2 separate regions of the Mus musculus genome follow, and region 2 is linked to region 1. Evidence: chromatin contacts called from public HiChIP or PLAC-seq data. All regions are on one chromosome and are shown on one strand. Each heading gives the region's core, a stretch centred on a gene start, on an enhancer-like site or on the middle of the called end of the contact. The rest is flanking DNA. Distances are from core to core; before and after follow the strand shown.

The links. HiChIP or PLAC-seq counts read pairs in DNA pulled down with a chosen protein or histone mark.
Region 2: an H3K27ac HiChIP or PLAC-seq map of heart atrium shows a contact between it and region 1, with 10 times the contacts expected there. The contact joins two enhancer-like sites. A contact is called at or near these places in 1 of 484 Hi-C or Micro-C datasets (bone marrow-derived macrophages), 1 of 115 datasets of contacts at active chromatin or transcription factors (heart atrium) and 1 of 9 other capture datasets (embryonic stem cells).

What each region holds. Positions count from the first base shown.
Region 1 is chr13:41,706,439-41,711,716 of GRCm38.p6, reverse strand. No RefSeq gene overlaps it. Among named protein-coding and RNA genes, the nearest start is that of Gm40925, 32 kb to the right of the region's middle. Within about 2 kb of position 2,461, at least 21 of the 459 cell types and tissues checked have an H3K27ac peak or open chromatin away from gene starts, as enhancers often do. A contact at or near this core is called in heart atrium, where this site is marked.
Region 2 is chr13:42,524,524-42,529,829 of GRCm38.p6, reverse strand. No RefSeq gene overlaps it. Among named protein-coding and RNA genes, the nearest start is that of Gm32833, 120 kb to the right of the region's middle. Within about 2 kb of position 2,654, at least 35 of the 459 cell types and tissues checked have an H3K27ac peak or open chromatin away from gene starts, as enhancers often do. A contact at or near this core is called in heart atrium, where this site is marked.

The sequences.
Region 1 (5,278 bases), core at 1,212-3,711:
AGCACTTACCACTTGTCCTAGATTCCTTCCTGTTGCTATGATGAACACCCAACAAAAGCAACTTTAGAGGAGAAAGGTTTTATTTGTTTCTTTAGTTACAGGTTAGAGGCCACTGCTGAGGGGAAGTCACGGCAGGAACTTGAAGTAGTTTGTCACGTCCACAGTCAAGAACAGAGAGAATGAATTCCTGCATGTCTACTCACAGCTAGTACTCCTGACACTTGGGCAGTTTAGGGTGCCCTGCCTAGGAATGGTGTCGCTCACAGTGGGCTGTGCCTTCCCACATTCACTGACATAATCAAGACCAGCCCTTACAGACATACCCACAGGCTAACTTAGTATAAACAATCCTTTCTTGAGACCCTTCTCCCTGGTGATACTATATTGTGTCAAGTTGATAATTAAACTGATTAAGGTAAATCATCACACCAACTGTACTCATGGGATGTGTTTCATTTCAAAGTTAACAGTATTCGTTACACAGCAAGGCTTAGGACAGAAGTCTTAGATTCTGGATACTTTAAAGATTATAAACTATTTGCAGGTATTTAGCTACTGTATTGGGCGACTAGGGTCCAAGTCTAAGTGTATAATCCATTGTCTTGGATGTACCTCATGCACCATACACTGACAATACAATGCCTTAAATAATTTTATGCAAAGAACAACATGGAACCCTATATATGTGGTGTTGTATTGGTGATTGGGAAGTGTTTTGATTTCCTATCTCTGCTTCTCAAATGCAGGATGCACAATTTACAGTGGCCAGAAGGGATTATTTCTAAATGTTGGTCAATTCACAGGTCCACATCTCCTTAATGAAGGAGAAAAGAAAGGGCATAAGGCTTTATATATATTTTTAAAGATATGTGTTATGATCTTTCACAGTGGCTGTCCCTAAAGGTACTTGTGTCCATTTACGTAAGTCAATGCCTTGGGGACAGTAAAATACTCGAACATTTTTTGGAAATATTTTTGCGCTAGCTCCAAGCTAACAGTATCACAAACTATACAAAAGCAGCCAGCAGAGGTCAATTGTGTGTGTGTGTGTGTGTGTGTGTGTACATTTGCCTTATAAATGCAAGAATCATGATTTTCCACTTACATAGCAGAGTCCACTCTCTCCCCCAATATTCTATCCCTCCCAGCGTCTGTTGCCTCCTATCCTTCCTTCCATCTTCAGGTCTTAGAACTTTTTAGTCTCTGGTCTGAATATTCTCCTTATTCCTTTAACCTACGCATTCCTCCTCAGTCTTCAAATTCAGCTTAAGGGTCCCTGACTCAGGACCACTGGCCACTCCTATCAGTCTGTAAACCTAGACTAGGTTCAACAACAGCCCAGGACTGTGTTCCTTCCTACCCGGGCTTGTTTCTGTAGGTTTCTGTGGGGACTTGATGAGAAAGGAGTTGGTTCTTTTCCTAGACTTGAGACTTCTGTAAGCACAGCACTGGGCATAGTGGGCACAAAGCAAGCAGTCATTGAAAGAACGAATGAACCTTTTTACTATATTTTAAAAGTCTTATAAGGATCAGAACTTGACGTAAATCGGCCAGGATGTGTCAGGATAGTTAGCATCCCAGCATTCTCTTCTGGTGGCCCTGAACAGCGGCAATGAAAAGGAATAGCGGTCGCCTCGGGCATCTCAAAGCAAGAGTGTGCTACTCCAGAAAAGCGCTCCATCAGTTAGGTAGCCCAGAAGTACTCTGTTTTCCAAACAGCAAAACCTTAGCCACATGGTAAAAGCTGGGTCCAGCCCCTCAGCACCAGGCTGCAGGCCGAGAAAGGCTGATAGAAGTTTGTGGGCCGAGAAATTGGATTGTCATTAGGATGCGAAACTCAATAGAGTTTTCTTTCCAGTCCTTAATCTCATCTGGACTTTCCTTTTAACAAACTTGGTGGAAATAATTCACCCCGCGCTTCCACCATCTACTGCCAAGAGCCCCCTCTTAAGAAAGGCTCCTGCGTGAAGCGTTGTGGTGAATGCCCTCTGCTGTGCTCACTTAATAGGCTTCTTTTGCTAGAAGGGACTGCTGATTAGGCGTTCTTTTCAAGCGCACGGTTTTCCTAATAAAAACGTTTGCTGCCACCTGCTGGCCGAACGTACACCAACGTGTTAGCGTCGTCCCATAAAACCCCAATACAGGTCGTTTGCCAAAATAGGCATCATCTAGAGGATTTACATTATTGAAAAAAATGAAAAAAAAATGTTGAAAAAGTTGTCACCTCTGCTCTTGCAATTTGGAGAGCATTTATTTCCCTAAACAGACAGCTTCCTTTAATTGACTTCAAGGGGAATACAAGGTTCAGTTTTTTGAGCTAAAAGAAAGACAGGGGTTGTAAACAATTAATTTCACAAAATAGAAGTGGAACGAGTTGTCCAGACATGTTCTAGGTCCTTCCATCTCTTACATAAGATTCCGAGAAAGTCTGCGGCCATTCCTCATGCGTCTGGCCGGCAGTGAGTGCACACTAATGTAGAACAGCCATGCATTCCTCGTCCTTGACTAAAACCCAAATAGTCCCAGGTTGGTCTGTCTGAAGATTCCGCCAGCCAACTGAATCACACTTCTTTTTTTTTTCTTTTCCCCTTTATGTATTTATTTATTTTCTTCTGGATTTTTTTTTCATTGTTAGCCTTTTTCTATTCATAAACCGTAGGTATTTTATTTTTATTTTTTTCTTGGATATTTTTCTTTATTTACATTTCAAATGTTTTCCCCTTTCCAGGTGTCCCCTTTGGAAACCCCCTAATTCATCTCTCCCTCCCCACCTCTATGAGGGTGCTCCCCCAACCCACCCACTCCCATCCTCCTGCCCTGGCATTTCCCTACACTGGGGCATCGAACACCCTCAGGCTCGAGGGCCTCTCCTCCCACTAATGTCCAATAAAGCCATCTTCTGCCACATATGTGGCCAGCGCCATGGGTTGCTCTATGTGTATTCTTTGGTTGGTGGTCCAGTCCCCGGGAGCTCCGGGGGTGGGGGGTGCGTCTAGCCTGCTGACACTGTTGCTCCCTCCATTGGGCGGCAAAGCCCCTCAGCTCCTTCAGTCCCTTCTCCAACTCCTCCATAGGGGACCACCGAGCTTAGTCCAATGGTTGGCTGCGGACATCCACCTCTGAATTTGTTCGGACTCTGGCAGAGCCTCTCAGGAGACAGCCATATCAGGCTTCCATCAGCAAGCACTTCCCGGCCTCCACAATAGCGTCCAGCTTTGATGACTGTATATGGGATGGATCCCCAGGTGGGGCAGTCTCTGGATGGCCTTTCCTTCAGTCTCTGCTCCAGACTTTGTCTCCATATTTCCTCCTGTATTTTGTTCACCCTACCAAAAAGCGCTGAAGCCTCTACATTTTGGTCTTCCTTCTTCTTAGGCTTCATATGGTCTGTGAATTGAATCTTGGGTATTCTGAACTTTTGGGTTAATATCCACTTATCGGTGAGTACATACCATGTGTGTTCCTTTGTGACAGAGTCACCTCTTCTTAACCCCCCACTCCCGAGTGTGAGGAAAGCAGGATGGATGATGTCTGACATCCTCACAGGCCTCGCATGCTAGGGCTCAGGTTCCCACTGACTGCTTGAACCAGCACAAATTCCTCGTCAGAGACATTCATGCCCTTATCTATGATATCTCTAAAGTCAGCAGTGTGCACGATAATCTCCACATAAGTAGGCCTGTGCAGAGCAGAGGGCAAAGCCAGTGTTTATGGAATGTGTCAGTCTGTGCAAAGGCAAGGTCTGTCTGCCTCACACTCTAGAGAGGAACTGATAGTATAGGTATGCTTGAGGGCACCCGCACCCTTTAGTGCCCACAGGAAACGTGGCTCTCTATCTATCAGACAGTGCAGAAAAACACCCAAGAGGTACCGTGATATGCCTAACTCTGCTGGGTTCATCGCCAGAATTCGGGTCAGCCTGAAGAGCCCACGGGTGATTCCATTTAAGAGCCTCCTTTTACTGGGGAACGAATAGAGACCTGAAGGCCTATGTGACATCATGGGGAGAGCATTTAAGTTAGGGCCTAATGGGGAGGGAGGAGATTATTTGTCCTCAGCTTCTCCTTCTCCAGGTGATACAAAACTGCCCGGTGATGGGGGAGGCAGGCAGTAATGGATATAATACACATAATTGAGTGTCTTCCCCCCATCTCCACTTCAAGGAAATAAAGCCCTTAACGTGAAAGGGAGGTGGTAAGCCGACAGCAGGGAAGTGTCACTACAGCCAATGCTGACATCTGTGTTGTGGCACATGCATGTGTCAGCTTCAGGGCCCCAACACTCTTCAGTACAAGGTGTGTGGACTGCAGGGACAGTGCCCACCTGCATGGAGTTACACACACAGTCCTCTCCAGATTGCAATTGCTCACTCCACCTGACAACTGACAAGCCCCTGGTACCTCCCTTTATTGATCAAATATATGCTGGAACTGGGTGGAGTGTAAAGATACCCTGGGCTTGTTTTAGAGGTATAGGGGTGTGTGTGTGTGTGTGTGTGTGTGTGTGTGTGTGTGTGTGTGTGTGTGAAGACGACATGCAGCATGTGAGTGAACTTTTAGGTGAAACTTCCATTTACCATCCCACACCTATGTGTACTTGGGCGTGCATGGGATTAAAAACAGGTGCATCTGGGTAAAGGATATGCAAAACTAACAAAGGCTTGCCTAACTCAAGCCTGTCCGTCAGGGGCATATAACCACCCTCACCACACCCTGGCAGTCTTCCGTCTGCACCTATACAAGCAAAATGAAAGCTTGGGAAGTAACCTAGGAGTCTTGGTGAAACCACATTCAGGGACACTGCTTCTTTGCTTCTGAATAAAACCTCTTGCTGCTTTGGTATCTGTGTACACTCCTATAGTTCTTAGTACAAGATTACAAGAACCAAGGAAAACTTAATCTAGGCAGCGACCATATGTGTGTGTGTGTGTGTGTGTGTGTGTGTGTGTGTGTGTGTGTGTGTGTGTGTGCATGTGTGTATGTGTGTGTGTGTATGTGTGTGTGTATGTATGTTTGTATGTATATGGGTGTGGGCTTTAAGACCCTCAACCTAGCTTCCTGGAAACCACTTGCTCCTGTTTGCCTTCAGAACAAGATGTAGAACTCTCAGCTCCTCCTGCACCATAACTGCTTGGACACTGCCATGCTCCTGCCTTGATGATAATGGACTGAACCTCTGAACCTGTAACCATTTCACTGGTTAAATATTGTCCTTATAAGAGTTGTCTTGGTCACGGTGTCTGTTCAAATCGGTAAAACCCCAAGACAAGGAGAATATG
Region 2 (5,306 bases), core at 1,405-3,904, 820 kb before region 1:
CAGCCATTTTCTGGTAAGTAGCCTAATTCCATTTATTTCTCTGGCTGTGTAAATCTCTCTCTCTCTCTCTCTCTCTCTCTCTCTCTCTCTCTCTCTCTCTCTCTCTCTCTCTTTCTCTCTCTCTCTCTCTCTCTCTCTCTCTCTCTCTCTCTCTCTCTGTGTGTGTGTGTGTGTGTGTGTGTTGACTTTTTAAATAACATTTGTCTGTTATGGCAGATTCTATAATATGGCTGTGACAATAAACATAATTGTACAACTTAAAGACCTGTAGGAATATAACCAGAAATAGTATAGCTGGTTCATATGGAAGGTCTGCTTTCTGTTTTTGGAGTTTCCATACTAACTGAATCCATTTATAATCTCCCCAGCAACATCTGAGAAATCTCCTCTCCTGTACACTCAACAGTGTGCATATTTATTCTGTTTTCTTAATGATAGGCATTCTGAGTAGAGTGAGATACAATCTTAAACTAGTTTTAATACGAATTTACTGATGTCTAAGAATGTTGAAATTTTTCATATGGCTATTTTTATTTCATATTTTGGAGATTATTTATTCATTTTATTAGCCATTTTATTGGGTTCTTTGGGCTTCTATGACTTATTTTTTAAGTTCTAGTTATATTCTAGATATTAATCTCCTGTGTATATATGTATAGGTAGCAAAATTTTTTACCTACTTAATAGTGTGTCATTTCATGCAATTAATTGTTTTTTTTTCATGAAGAAGCTTTTAATTTTGTGCCATTCCATTTAGTATGTGTTTATGGCTATGTCTTAGGATTTCATTGCTGTGAATAGACACCTTGACCATTACAACTCTTATAAAGGAAAACATTTAATTGATCTGACTTATAGATTCAGAGGTTTAGTCCATCATCATCACAGAGGGAAACATGGCAGTATGCAGGCAGATATGATGCTGGAGGAGCTTAGAGTTCTATATCTTGATCTTCAGGCACGAGAAGGAGATTGTGTGCAAAACTGGGTATAGCCTGACCATAGGAGACCTTAAAGCCCACCCCATAGTGAGACACTTCCTCCAACAAGGCCACACCTACTCCAACAAGGCCACACCTCCTAATAGTGCAACTCCTTATGGCCAATTATCCAACCCATGAATCTATGGGGGTCATATCCATTCAAACCACCGCAGACAGGTTCTTTGTCACCAGTGTTGAATGTCAAATTCTCCTAGTTGCTGTGATATTAAGCAATTCCTGTCCAACCTCTTCGTTCTACTTTGATCCAGATAAAGGCTTCAGCCTGCATGTGGAGATCTCATATAGTAATTTCTTTGAAAGAAAAAGTTGTATGAGTTTTAGTTCTTGTTTCATTATCACAGCCAGTAATCAAAGCCATCATATTGAGGGATCATGACTTGAAATGGAACCACTGAAGTTAAGATATGATTTGGTAAAGTGAAACTATTCTTTGACCTCTTTACACAAGGGTCTATCAGGGTAAAAACAGGACAAATGAATTTTCACTTCCTCTTTACTTCTAGAAAGAGTGCAGATTGATTGAACTACACGTCACCTAGAAACTGTGTCCTTAAAACTAGTTCTCACAGAACAGGACCGAACAGAAATGACACATTTCTGTACCCAGCTTAACCCTAAATATCATAGAAGCCCCAGAAAGAATTTTTCTTAACAAACGAAGGCAACCCAACTTGCTTTCATTCTCTGCAAAATTGACCTTCGAGTTTCAGCATTGGGAATCTACATCATCAGAGTAAATGACTGATATTCTTGAACTTACAGACGATATGGTGACTTATAAACAAGATGAAATGCCTAAAAATGCCACGAAAGGAAACGCTATTTTAAATTCCTTGTCATGAAGGAGAAAGTCGAAGAGCAGAGAGGTTAAGCATCCTATCAGTTTCAGGATCCTTCTGAGTTATCCCATGCTAGCATCACAGATGCTAGGTAGGGTCAACCACACTTTCCTGATTCCCTCAGTCCTGACAGACTGTGCTAACAGCATCAGATGGTTTTATCCCAGGAATTAGCCAGCACATGGTGAACAGCAGAGGTTGCACCAACTTTCAATGAATGCTGGCAAGAATAAATACCATCAACGATATTAGGCAGAATGAACAGCTGGCTAAGATTTATAGTATTTATAGTAAAGTGGAGTCTATGCTGGAAGGGGACTCAGGGGCAGACCCTGCATTTTACTTCACTTGTACTTAGCAGCACTTGATCCTTCCAATGGCATAGCTACGTTATGAAAGAATAAAACACATGAAGCCAGTAAGATGGCAGAGAGGACGCAGGAATAGAGGCCAAGAGAGATGTGGGGGCTGGGGGTGGGCTCATTACACATTTTTGTGTTATGTATTCCTCCTTACGTCACTGTTTTCATGCTCCTTCCCCTTCTAAGGACAAGAGAATAGAGTCTGGAGCATCTAATTTCTGCTGTGAGTTAACAAGATGGGTGGTAAATCCACAGGGCAGAGGTCATGTCTACACTCCATAAGCCTTTCAGAAATATTTACTTTAGAGGTAGGGGCTGATGCGTGTGTTCATAAAGCCAATCCACCAGAGAAAAGAATCCAGATTCCGTAGACGCCTACTGGCTGTCCCTTGAGTTCAGGTTAAATAGTCCACTGTTCCGCCTAGAACAGAAGCTTCCTGGAAACAAGACAGCCCTGCAATGACCCTGAGTCGGGGTTGTCTTGGAGACTGTTGCCATGTATTGCAATCAGCCAAGGGGCTGCGTGCCTGCTACTGGTGACCTGGCCAAAGGGAAGGGCAAGGTCGGGAGACCTGGGAAGGACCAGTTTCTGTGCAGTGTGTTGATTCGGGCAAATGAGCTTGTATGTTACAGTTCCTTTTTTTTTTTTTTTTTTTTTTTGATGCTTCCATTAGAAAAAAAAAATTCCTCCTTTCTAAATTGACACTCAGTCAAGGCTGTTCAAGATTTGTCTGTGCTTAGTGGGAGAGGTAGAAATGAGTAGAAACAGATTCGGCTCTATCAGTGAGAGAGGCATTAGGAACACTTATATGTCTACATCAGACCCTGGCTGGCCTGCTTTTGATGCCATGTCAGGATACAGACCCTCCGTGCTGTTCCCCTCTATGCCTTTCCAGGAGACTGAATCTCAAGGTTGAAGATGATACCCCTGGACCTACAAAAAAATCAATGCTTCTATTTAAGTGAGACTTGGAAATTCCAGCCCATCTGCTGTGGTCTGGGTCTTTGGGTGACTGCGATTTAATTCTATGGATCAGAGAACTTGCTATTTACCAGGTAGCAGACTTTTATTTATTTATTTATTTTCCTGCAAGAGAAGCATTTGCCAGCCTTGCAGTCGTTTCAGATATGACCTCTGAAAGGGACATTCCTTCATTCTTCTCCCTCTACAGGCATAAACATTCCCTGTTTTAAACTCAAGACATACAATGTTATCTGCTCTTGCTGTCTTATGTAACTTTTTAAGAATGCCGAAAGACTTTCCGGCCTCTGTGGGTTTGGGAATGGGAGAGAGAGAGAAGAGAAAGGGGAGTGGGGGAGGGGGGAAAGAGGGAGTTCAGAGGGCAGAAAAAACTCAAGTTCTTTCCATATATCACTGCATTTTGGCTGTTTGTGACATGAAGTTATTGCAATTAAGATACAGGCCGGATGTGTGGGCTTAACAGCCTCAGCTGATATCACAAGCATTTATTGATAATGAAAACTTGAAGGAAGAGATGTGGAAAACTGTCTTAGCGGTTTCCTAGGAAGGGGATAAACTGTATGGATAGAGAGAAGAAATTCCCCAAGCTTATCTAGGAGGAGAGAAAACTGTTTATTTTGCTGCAAAGGGAATGTTTCTGTCAAGTTTGAACTGTCAGTCTTCCAGCTTAGAGTTTTACATTGTTCAGTTTCTCCCTGCCCCCACCCCTACCCCCTGCCCCCCCCACACACACACACACTGTCACGCTTTAACGAACAGCTTTGGGGTAGTTAAGGGACCTGGCAAACAGCTCCTATCATCAGAGTAAGGAGTAAAACTATGAGTCCAAAATTCAGAAATCTGTGACTACAGATGCCCTGTAACTCAATTAAATGTGAGTTGTCAATGAGAGTAGGTGAATAATTCTCACGTCAAAAGCAGTAAATAGATTTCATTTCAGAATCTCTCTCTCTCTCTCTCTCTCTCTCTCTCTCTGTGTGTGTGTGTGTGTGTGTGTATGTGTGTGTGTGTATGTGAGTGTGTGTGTGCGCATTAAGAAGCTGAATATGGGTATCCAATGTCTTCCTCAATTGCTTTTTAATTAATTAATTAATGTAGACAGAGCCTCTCATTGAGTTTAGAGATTGCTTTGGCTGGGCTAATCTGGTTGGGCAGTGAATTCCAGGGACCCTCCTGTCTCTGCCTCACGAGTGTACCTGTCATAGGATTTACCCATTTAACCTCCCGTGATGGTGGCTTATTTCTAGATGAAATTATGAAGAGAGCCCAGTGCACTTCAGGAGGGTATTCAGGGACACAAAGGCTTCAGACAGAATCCACACTGTGCTCCTCGGCACAGCCTAAACACTTTCGCTGTCGTCAGGAAGGCGAATGAATAGTTCTCCCACTGGAACTAATTCCTGCTACAGGTGAAAGTCACGGAAAGGAGGGCGGAAAGTATTAAATGTTATTAATTTTTGTTGTAGAGTTGTCTTCTTTATATAAGAAAAGTTCCCTGGTACTATTCCATTAGGAGTGTGTAAGAGGAGATCCGTGTCTTGCTTCTGCTCAGCCACAGGAATTCGCCGGGACCTCTGGTCTTCATCTTGCTTGTTGTGAAAGAAGAAGACATAATATTTCAAGGCAAGAAATGTGATCTCCAGAGCATCACATATAAGGAAATCCAATCTAGGCAAAAACCCATCATTTCCTCTTAGTAGGAGATCCCAGTTGCCCCTGGGACTGGAGTTCATAGGAGATTCATTTTTCCCTCCCTTGCCTGCTAGAATGCTGACCACAGAAATCCTGCATGGCTGCCTTCTCCAGCGTTTCCAGCTTTCCTCATAGAGAGGCATCATTGATAAGATTTAGGAATTTTCTTTTCAAAACTAGCAGCCTTCACTGTAAAATGTGTTATAGGATTCTGGGTCTTCAAAGAGAGAGAGAGAGAGAGAGAGAGAGAGAGAGAGAGAGAGAGAGAGAGAGAGAGAGAACAATATGGATGTCCTAATCCTGAAAGCCCTAATTGCCCCAGAGAGACTCCTGGCTTCATGAAAGAAAGAGGCAGAATATGAGCATGCAGATGTGATTGCCAAAAAACAATGCACCATAAGTAGGCAAAAGACTAATGTAAAACATT